Linked DNA regions of Sus scrofa: region 2 is linked to region 1. Evidence: chromatin contacts called from public promoter capture Hi-C data. All regions are on one chromosome and are shown on one strand. The core of a region is the stretch at or near the end of the contact, and the rest is flanking DNA. Distances in the headings are between cores, read along the strand shown.

Region 1 (5,037 bases), core at 1,389-3,888:
CCTAGGTATTTATCCCAGAGAAATGAAAAGCATGTACACAAAAAACGCTTGTGCATGAACATTTATAGCCATCTTATACATAAAAGTCCCAGACTGGAAACAACCCAAATGTCCTTCAACAGGCAAATGGTCTAACAGTGATAATCCATACCATGGATTTCCTCTCAGCAATAAAAAGAACCAACTGGTTTTTTTTTGTTTTTTTCTTTTTTTTTTGCTATTTCTTTGGGGCCGCTCCCATGGCATATGGAGGTTCCCAGGCTAGGGGTCCAATCAGAGCTGTAGCGGCTGGCCTATGCCAGAGCCACAGCAACATGGGACCCGAGCTGCATCTGCAACCTACACCACAGCTCACAGCAATGCCGGATCGTTAACCCACTGAGCAAGGGCAGGGATAGAACCCGCAACCTCATGGTTCCTAGTCGGATTTGTTAACCACTGTGCCACAACGGGAACTCCAGAACCAACTGTTAATACTCACAAAGACCTGGATGAATCTCCAGCAAATTATGGTGAGTGAGAAAAGCCAATCCAATTATGCGAATCCATTGAAATGACATATTTATAGAAATATGAAATGTATTACAGAGTAGTGGTGGTCAGGAGTGAAGGAGGGGGTGGTATCAGGAGGAAAATGGGTATGTCTATAAAAGACAACTCGAGGGATTCTTGTGCTCACAGAAATAATGGAAATGTTATGTACTGTGACTGTACCAGTATCAATATCCTGGTTGTGACAGTTTTGTAAGATATTACTTTTGGGGAGGAAATGATTTAAGGGTATTCTAACAAATACATGTGAATCTACCATTATTTCAAAATAAAAAGTTTAAAAAAAACTTCACATGTATATATATGTGTGTATACTCATATATCTTTGAGGACCACAGCTGCAGGCTAGGGGTCGAATTGGAGCTGCAGCTGCTGGCCTACGCCATAGCCGCAGCAAGGCATGATCCTAGCTAAGACTACGACCTACCCTGCAGCTCACAGCAACACTGGATCCTTAACCCACTGAACCGGGCTAGGGATCGAACCTGCATCCTCATGGATACTAGCCAGGTTTGTTACCACTGTGCCACCATGGGAACTCTCTGTATACCTATATATCAGGGCAAGTTCTTTTAATTGCCCTAAGGCAGAAAGTTTTGCCTGCAGACACAGAAGAGCAGCTATCAGAACTGAGGATGTATCAAATATTAAGTGATTAGACTTGATAGAAATGTATAGATAGGAAAATGCCCATAGCAAAAGAAACACTGTAAATAATTTTGAAGGAGCAAACTTTAGATACCACTTTGTCTATAACCTGAATTTACCTTGGCTGCTTTATGGCCAATCACCACATAGCCTGGTATTCAGAAGGCACACAGATCTGATATGTAAAACAGAAATCCAAAGTAATTCAGATTTTTAGGGAAGATTTTTAGAGGCACCAAAGGGAATAAGTATATTGCAAGATAGCAACAAAATGTTTAACAACCCCTTCAACTATCTAATTCCTTCAAGTCCCTCTCATTATGACAGTTGTTACTTTATTTTTCTCATCTCCCTTCTTCAGTCTCTCCCTCTTTCCTGTATCTCTGTCTAGAATGACTCTTGCTCTCCTCTAAATCAGCTCTTTAGTATTGTATAAATCAATTTAGTTCCTGGGCACTTCATATTTCTCCCATGTAACTATTGCTCTGATCCACACAACCTAGTCCCAAAAGGGATTTAGGAAACCACTAGAAGGTCTTTAGAAGGATGGAGAATAGAGGTGGGTTGGGGAGAGAGGAGGAAGAGGAAGGCTGTGTATAAGAATTGGTTACAAGTCCTGTCCTCCTATTTGCAAATTGATAAAAGTGAGGCCCAAAAAAGTTTAGTGACTTGACACTCACCTATTGAGTCACATGTAGGTGGGCCTGAACACAGGCTTACCTCATTTCAACACTTTGCTATGGTTCCCTGATAAGCAATTTCCCCACCTGCCCTACAAGGGGTTGCTTTGCATCCCTGGCGGAAAGAACTCCAGGAGGAGTAAGAAAGCCAGGTTCTAGCTCTGCTTCCATCACGTTCCATGTCCTTACGCTGATCATGTCTTTTCTAAGGCTCAGTGTTCTCCCTGAGGGGGACACAAGATAAACTCTGTCCAGTATTAATATACCTTTCTTCTGGTCTGACTTGAGTCCTGCGGCTGTGGCAGTGATGACCTTGAGCTAGTGACGAAGATGAAGACTCACTTTCACTTGTCCAGTAGGGCAAAGGGAGAACTGGGAAGAATGGATCCTTCCCTGCAAGTGGTTGCCCCTTTAGTGTCCTTGTAGAACACACGGGGTGACTATCTCATGTCAGGGGGTCTCCAGACTTAAGCTCTGATAGGCCTCCGCGTATTCCCAGGGGCTGCTTAGAGAGAGTAATCCTAGACGCTCCTGAGGAGCCCGGGCCTGTGGTTCCCCTCTGTTTCCCACCTACTTGGAACCAGTTTCAAGACCCAAGTCCCAGGCCCTCCGCAGGCCCACCGCGCAAGCGCAGCCCCCAGTCTAGCGCTAGGCGGGCAGAACCCGAGGCCCGGGCAAGGTGAGAGGGAAGGGTCGGCAAGACCCCGCCTCCGGGACATCACGTGGGAGGCGGAGTCGGAAGCGTGACGGCGTGCGCGGGGCGGAGCTACCGCTGCGCGCGGGCGCGGGGGCGGGGCGCGGTGCGGCGCTCGCGGCTGCTGTCTGGGAGGGAGGCCGGGCAGGCTGTGGAGCGGCGCGGCTCTCAACCTGACGGGGAAGTGGCCCGGGCGGCCGCGGCTGATTGCCCCGGGGCGGACGGTCGGACGACGGAGGCGGGAGGTGGGAGCCGAGCCGGGCGACCTAGAGAGCAAGTGGGTCAGGCTCAGCGTCGGCCACCCTCGTCGGTCCGCTGAATGAAGTGCCCGCCCCGCTGAGCCCGGAGCCCGGCGCTTTTCCCCGCAAGATGGACGGTTTCGCCGGCAGCCTCGGTGAGTACGGCTGGGAGTCCTCCGTCTCCTGCGCAGGGTGGGAACCTTGTTCCTTCCCCACGCAGCCCAGGCCTGCTCTCCACCCTGCCCCTCGGGATGGCAGCAGTTCCACTGCACATGTTCCCCTCGAGCTTGCCGCCCCTCTCCTGGCTCGGGTGGACTCCGAACCCCTCCCCCATGCCAGCCCTCCTCAGCAAGACCCTCCTTCCCTCCCAGCGTCCCCTTCTGTGCGGGGCCCTTCTTCCCCAAGGTGGGAACTTCTCTCGAAGAGGTCTCCCAGAGCTGGAACACTCCTCCCCATACACTCATGGCTCTCTCCACCTTCAGGGTTAGGTCACCCCTTTCTCCAGTCCTGACCCCTCATCTGGGTACAACATTCCTCCCCCTTCCCGCATACCGAGCTCTCTGTCAGGGTTGGGGCACCTCTTACCCCGCAGAGGCTCCCTTTTAGGGTAGGGACCCCATTCCCTCTTTAGGAAGGGGGCACCCCCCCGCCCCACTCCAGTCTTCGCTTTAAATTTGGAGTCTTCTTTTAAGTATCCCTCAGAGTAACTGACAACTTCCCCTCACTCCCTCCACTTCTCTGAGCGTTTTGCAGTGGTGGAGAGAACCAGAAGCACTGAAGCATCATTTGCCTAATACAGGAAAGGAAGAGGTGCGTCTTTGTTGGGGGACCCTCTTTAAAAGAGGAGTGAAAGCAGAAGTACTTTCTCGCTCTGCAAGCGTGCTGGGAAGAAGTAATCCTGCCCAGTGAATCCATAGGAAAGGGGGCCTCTGTCAGGGAAAGAAAGGATTCTCCATTTTTGGAATATGTTGTCTTTGTGGAATGGAGAAAGGGAAGAGGTTATTAAGTGGACCGAAGTATCGTTTCAGTGTTCCTTTCACCCGAATAAAGGTAGTAAATTTCGTAACTGGCTGAAGGAATCAGAACTCGAGGCTGGTACTCAGTGCCCTATAATCTGTGTCTGGAATTACTATGCTTTGAGGCCATTGGAATCTGGTTACTGTAAAGATTGAGTTCAACTGTTATGATGGTGAGAGAAACAGTTTCTGCCTTGGCTGATACTGCAGTTATGTGATACCTGCTGCTGGATTTGTACTTTGAGTATTTTATGTGAAGTAGTTTGTACTCAGAGGGCTTTCTTTTGTATTTCTTGATAGTAAATTCCTAGTTGGTTAATGTTCATGGATCAGTGCATGATATCGCAATAGGCCATACTTTATTTAGACATGTTGAGATCAGATGGCTTTTTTTTTTTAATAAAAAAGTAAGTTGAAGAGCAATGGATCCATTATAGGTATTAAGGATAAAAACCATAATTTTGGCTCTGATTTTCTTTTGGAAGAAAACACACACACACACACACACTCACACTCTTTGAGAGTGGAAATCCTAAAATAGGCAACTGAGTGCTACTCTTTCCTCCCCAAAGGCACCTGTTGTCCATTATCTAACCTTTGATGTCTTATAATTCCTTACATAGTGAAGTTGTTTCATTCTTGGGCTCCTTTTAAAGAGGCATCAACTTTTCATTGCCTTTTTTTCCCCTCTGATATCTGGATTTATCCCCTAATCATATTGGACTGAAGGGCTTGTCCTTTATATTCACAAAGAGGTAATCGTGTGCTAGGGCAAAAAACTCTTAGGGGATATTGTGGGACTGAGGTATCTGCATTGTTGGCTTCTTAGCCTCTAAAAATGGTGGGATCACTACTCAAACTAGAATCAGCTTTTACTTTCCTCTTGGTTCTGAGGACTTTGAAGGCTTGTTGAGGCTTCATCTTCTGTGTTTTATGGGAGTCTTTTTCACTGATTGGGGGGCACTTTAGTTTGCAGCAGTGGATATGCCTTGTTAAACAGCTTTATCCCTCATCCAATTAAGGAGGCAACTATAGGAAAGGCTGAAAGATGAAGATGAATTTTAGTTGGGGCTCCCACTTTCATAAAAAGCCTTACAGCTGACCCTAATTTGAATTCTTTTTTTTTCATTTGATGCCAACCTTGGGTGGTACCTTGATGAGACTTTCCCTTGCTATAAATATATGGTGTTGATCAGGAGCAGGGGAAA
Region 2 (5,023 bases), core at 848-3,347, 2.4 Mb before region 1:
CGCGCGCGGCGCGTCCCCGCAAGTGGCGGGCAGGGGCTGGCAGGCAGCTGGTTGCCGAAGGAGACCCGGGTGGGAAGGGTAGAATTACCTGGAAGGAGGGGCCCCTGTGGGTCTTTGACTAAAGTCAAAACTACCTCAAGATGTTTAGAACTTGGGAACACTTCTAAAGAGTAAATTTTTAAAAGTTTAGATTTTATATTACTTGACCTAAAAATAGAGCTGATGTCAAGCTATCACAAAACAAGTTAACATACATGAAATACCTTGTCTTGTCAAGATTGTGGGGGAACCGAAATATTTCACTGGAAATGTATGGTTTTAAGGTTCAAGTCTTACAAACAAACTGATGCGAACATGTAGACCAGTGATAAGTAGTCAGTGAGCTAGACATTACATTAGCTATTTGTACAAAGATCTTTTCTCACTTGAATATCAAAGGAAAGTTTATAAAATGAACTTCCTCTAAAAATATCATTATGGAGGGTAGAAAACAAAACAACTGAAAAGTCAAGTTAATTAAGAGGACCTAAAAGGTCCTTTATTTGGGGTGCCCAAACATTAGAATAATATGGGTTGGGGCATTAAACTGCCAAATACACTCTCAAAATCAAAAGCATCATTATTCTCTTTATTAAAAAAAATTATCATTAGGCCTACATTCCTTTTACAAGTGAAGAGCATGTAATCAAAAGTAGTTTACAAAATTGTAGAAAGCCACTGTGAAAATCATATACAAGAACACACTTTAAAGATTAACCCTTTGTGAAGATAAAGTATCATGTCTTGAAGTAGTAGAAAGAAATGCATTTTGGTATTTATAATTTCAAACACTGCTGAAGCTACTGATACTGTTTTTCTTCACTTTATTGCTTTTAACTGATGCATATTCAATTACAACACTTGGGGAGAACTGTGGCATTTTAGAATATTTCATCCTAGAATTTATTACTTGAAAATTTATTTATATATACAATATGCTTTTTCCATTTGGAATTAAACCATAACAAAGTGTCTAAAGCCAGCTGATTTTATGTCTAACACTTCAGAAGATAAAATAACAGCCTTTATTAAAGTAAAAACAGCTTTATTATCCGCTAACATGTCTAAGCAGTTAGCATTTTGCCTTTCTTTTAAAGTTCAGGTATTCAAGTGTAACACAAAGATGAAAAGCTTAAGCCCAGGCAAAATCGTAATGTATAGTAACATAAGGAGATACCGAATTTTTCCTTATTCTACGGATGCCATTTAATTTCGGAATTAATTTTAAAGTGCTAAGTGAAGGGTTGAGGTGGTGTGTGAGCTTTTTTGGTTCATTTTAGGAGAATTAAAAAATATATTTTAATTCTTAAAAAGGTATCCAGTCTACGAGGAGCAGAGAATCTTCAAAAAACAAAACAAAAAAACCCCCAATAAACTCTTATGCAGTCATCCCATTAAATAACTAAGAACGTGACTATCTTCCTAGCTGAACCCCACTACCCTCTATCATCATGACCCACTAAAAAGTAAAAATTGGGTGGCTTATCAGGACTTGAGTTAATGTTATCTTTTCTAGATGGGTTGATAAAGGTCAACTAATCAGACAGGGCCTCTGTCCAGCTGGCATTAGGGACACCTCTAGTATGTTGAATTGTATCTTAAAAATTACTGTTCCTACCTTTATTATAATAAGTAGCAGTGTTTAGTATATTAAACATTATTACAAAATAAAGCTTAATTTTACCCAATATATTTGCTTAAAGTACGCTACACACTATATACTACAGCACATTGGATATTTATACGCCAGTAGAACTCCGAGGGCTGGGACGTCGCCTCGGTGGGTTCGGAAGCCGAGCGCGCGGTTCTTCGCGTCATTTTCCGGGATCTGAGACGGACCCGGCGGGGAGGTGCCTTGCTTCCTGCCCGGGCACGCGTCGATGCCGACTCACCTGCGTGGCCCTCAGCCGCGTCCGCACCTCCCGCAGCAGGAAGGGCTCCAGGCCGCGGCTCGCGGTGCAGAAGAAGCGGGTGCCCGCTGCGGGCCCGAAGTGGAGATCTTCGGTCACTGCCGCCATGGCTTTGGAAGAGGGGGGAGGTCACGTGGCCTCGGGAGCGCGCGGCGCGTCCCCGAGGCCCCGGAAGTGCCGGCAGGGGCCGGAAGGTCAGATGTCGTCTAAAAAGACCCGGGAAAGGTCCCGGGAGGGTCAGATTGGCTGGGAGGGGCGTCTTTGGATCTCCTTGGTTAACTGCGTGAAACCTCCTTGATTAGGCATCTGGAATGATTTAGAATCAGAGGTGAAAGGGAAATGACTGAGATATATAATTGTGTTATATAAAAAGGATGTATTCACAGAAGGTGGCTGAATTCACTTTAGAATGAATAAAGCCTGCCATTGATTGTTAGGTACTTGGCAAATGGTATCATGACATAACTTTGCCTCAGATGCTCAGGGCCTCACAGTGTTAAGAAAATGAATGATGTCAGTAGGGAAGCAACATAGATTATGGAATACCGCAAAGACTGATGCATTACTTAAAATATCCAATAGGTTTCACCCTAATTCCCTTCCTGTAGTGAGTAGGAGATAAGATGATTCGTGCTAAGAGCAAGATGTATGAATAAGAAATCCTATTCCAACTGATTAATTGTTGGCAAATGAAAAGAATAACCTGTTAAAAAAATGTTTTCAAATTAACATCTGTAACTGCTACGCTTAAAAGGAGTATAACAAAATCAAGATACCTGAGTAATAGGCCCTTTTCTTGTACCTCAGAGAAGACAGTTCATCAGAAGTCAGAACTTGAATAATATGGCATCATAACATGTGCTCTCATTTCTACCCTTTGACTATAATAATAATAAAAACAAGCAATAGAAATCAAGCATGCTATGCATTAGCATAACTTTAAAACACATTATATCTCTGATATCATTTAAAAATATATAGTCATGAAAGATTTTTTTAAAGGGTGTATAATATCATCTCATTCATCTGTCTTGTTTTTCAGATTGAGGAAATTGATACCTAGAGAAGGCAAGGGACCATGGGTTAGTGGCACAGCTGACACTGGAGCCTAGCCATCTTTATATCTAATATACTGAGCTTTATTTCCTTCTTCCCAACTCCCTCCATTCTACTCCTTCACCATTTCCCCTACTCTTCTCACATTTGAAGCCCTGCTCTGTCCTCACCAAGCATTACACCCAAACTGGGAATCCTCAGGCAAAAGAGCAGAAATTCCTGCTCTCCAACGAAATGTGTTTATGTTCACAGGTCACATTTCATGCACTAAATTAACCATCAGGGTAATGAATGTACATTCAGTCTGGGCCACCTAATTTGATTAACTCTCTTTACAGTATTTAAAGGGATTCTTTAAAACTCTGAATTTTAAATTGACAATGAATATGTTACTTGGGGAGAACAGAATTCTTATAAATATTATAAAACGAACAGCATTGAATTAACTCTGTAGTTGTATGAATCAGATATATAGACACTATCAAATGTATGTCTCTGGCAAGTGAGTGAAATGACTTATTGGGGATGGTAGGGGTGGCGGTGTAGTAGTGGTGTAGTGTTTTAGGTAGATGGAGCAGCAGGTGCAAATGTGAGCGTGTGTGTGTGTGTGTGTGTGTGTGTGTGTGTGACAGAAAGGCTATAATAGCAGTTAGGTATTATTAGACCATAAATTAGATGAGGTCATGAGAGATAAAGGTAGAGAGGTGGGTAGGAGCAGATTAAGGCAGTGCTGCTCAAGGCAGATTCAGAAATAACTTCTCCAGCCTTGGGCTGGCCACCAATTCCTGGACAGAACTAAGGCTGAGTTGAGACTGCAGTCCTCTAGAGCCAATATTCCTCTTACCTCTCCTCACTTTTCCCTTCTTCTGTTGTCTTGGTCCCCCTAGGAGCCTTGGGTCAGCAAGGTGAGGGGCTACTTTTGTTCCAGTGGGGAGTCAAGTGCATTTACTCACCTTTGGACCCTGCTGTAGCACTGGCCTTCCAACTATGCTTTTCACACCACGCTTGAGATGAAATAGGTGGAGTGTTGCCTCCTTAAGGAGAAAATGACTGGTTTTCTGAGAGAACGTTTGCCTGGAATTCTCCTCCTATTATGCAAATACCCTTTCCTCCATCATTTCTGCTTCTCATTAAAAAAATGTCTCAGAGACCCCACTGTGGCTCAGTGGGTTAAGAACCCCACTAGTGTCCATGAGGATATGGGTTCCATCTCTGGCCTCATTCAGTGGGTTAAGTATCTGGCATTGTCACAGGCTATGGAATAGGTTGCAAATGGGGCTCAGATCCAGCATTGCTGTTGCTGTGGCATAGGCTGGCAGCTGCAGCTCCAGTTTGAACCATAGCCTGGAACTTCCAATTGCAGAGGATACAAAACAAAAACAAAACAAAACAAAACAAAACAACAACAACAAAAAACAGTCTCTCTTTTTTAGAAGAAAAAAAAAGGTCTCTACTGAAAAAGAACTGCAGGAGTTCTCATCATGGCTCAGCGGAAAACGAACCCGACTAGAAACCATGAAGTTGCAGGTTTGATCTCTGGCCTCGCTCAGTGGGTTGAGGATCTGACGTTGCTGTGGCTGTGGTGTAGGCCAGTGGCTACAGCTCCGATTAGACCCCTAGCCTAGGAACCTCCATATGCCAGGGGTGCGGCCCTAAAAAGACAAAAAGACAAAAAAAAAAAAAAATTCAAAAAAATTCAAAAAATAAAAAGAACTGCAGATCCCTATAGTTGTATAAGTATCCAGTTGAGTTTTGGTATTTGAATGTTGCACATATAAGAAGTTGAAAGTTGGCAGGAGCAATTTTAGAGGACAGATACACTTTTAAGTGGGGTGTTTTAGAAATTTAGGGCAAGATTTTCTGCTTCAAGATCTCTCTCTATTTTGGTGCTGTTGGCAATTCCTTTAGTTCTTAAAAGCATTTGATGTATGTACTTAGATATTAATGCAAATGCTTTAGATTATGAGATCCTTGAAAACGGGATGACATCATTCATCTGGGCATCCACAGTGAGCCCA

The links. Promoter capture Hi-C pulls out the DNA fragments that hold promoters and counts their contacts.
Region 2: a promoter capture Hi-C map of liver shows a contact between it and region 1, with 7 times the contacts expected there. The contact joins the promoter of THUMPD2 here to the promoter of EML4 in region 1. A contact is called at or near these places in 1 of 5 promoter capture datasets (liver) and 1 of 2 datasets of contacts at active chromatin or transcription factors (skeletal muscle).

Annotation. Positions count from the first base shown.
Region 1 is chr3:98,153,477-98,158,513 of Sscrofa11.1, reverse strand. It overlaps EML4 (echinoderm microtubule-associated protein-like 4), which reads left to right and starts at 2,638. Exons shown (of 23, transcript XM_021087581.1): 1 at 2,638-2,968. The coding sequence starts at 2,944.
Region 2 is chr3:100,554,242-100,559,264 of Sscrofa11.1, reverse strand. THUMPD2 (THUMP domain-containing protein 2) reads right to left here and starts at 2,097. Exons shown (of 12, transcript XR_001303323.2): 1 at 1,932-2,097; 2 at 1-88.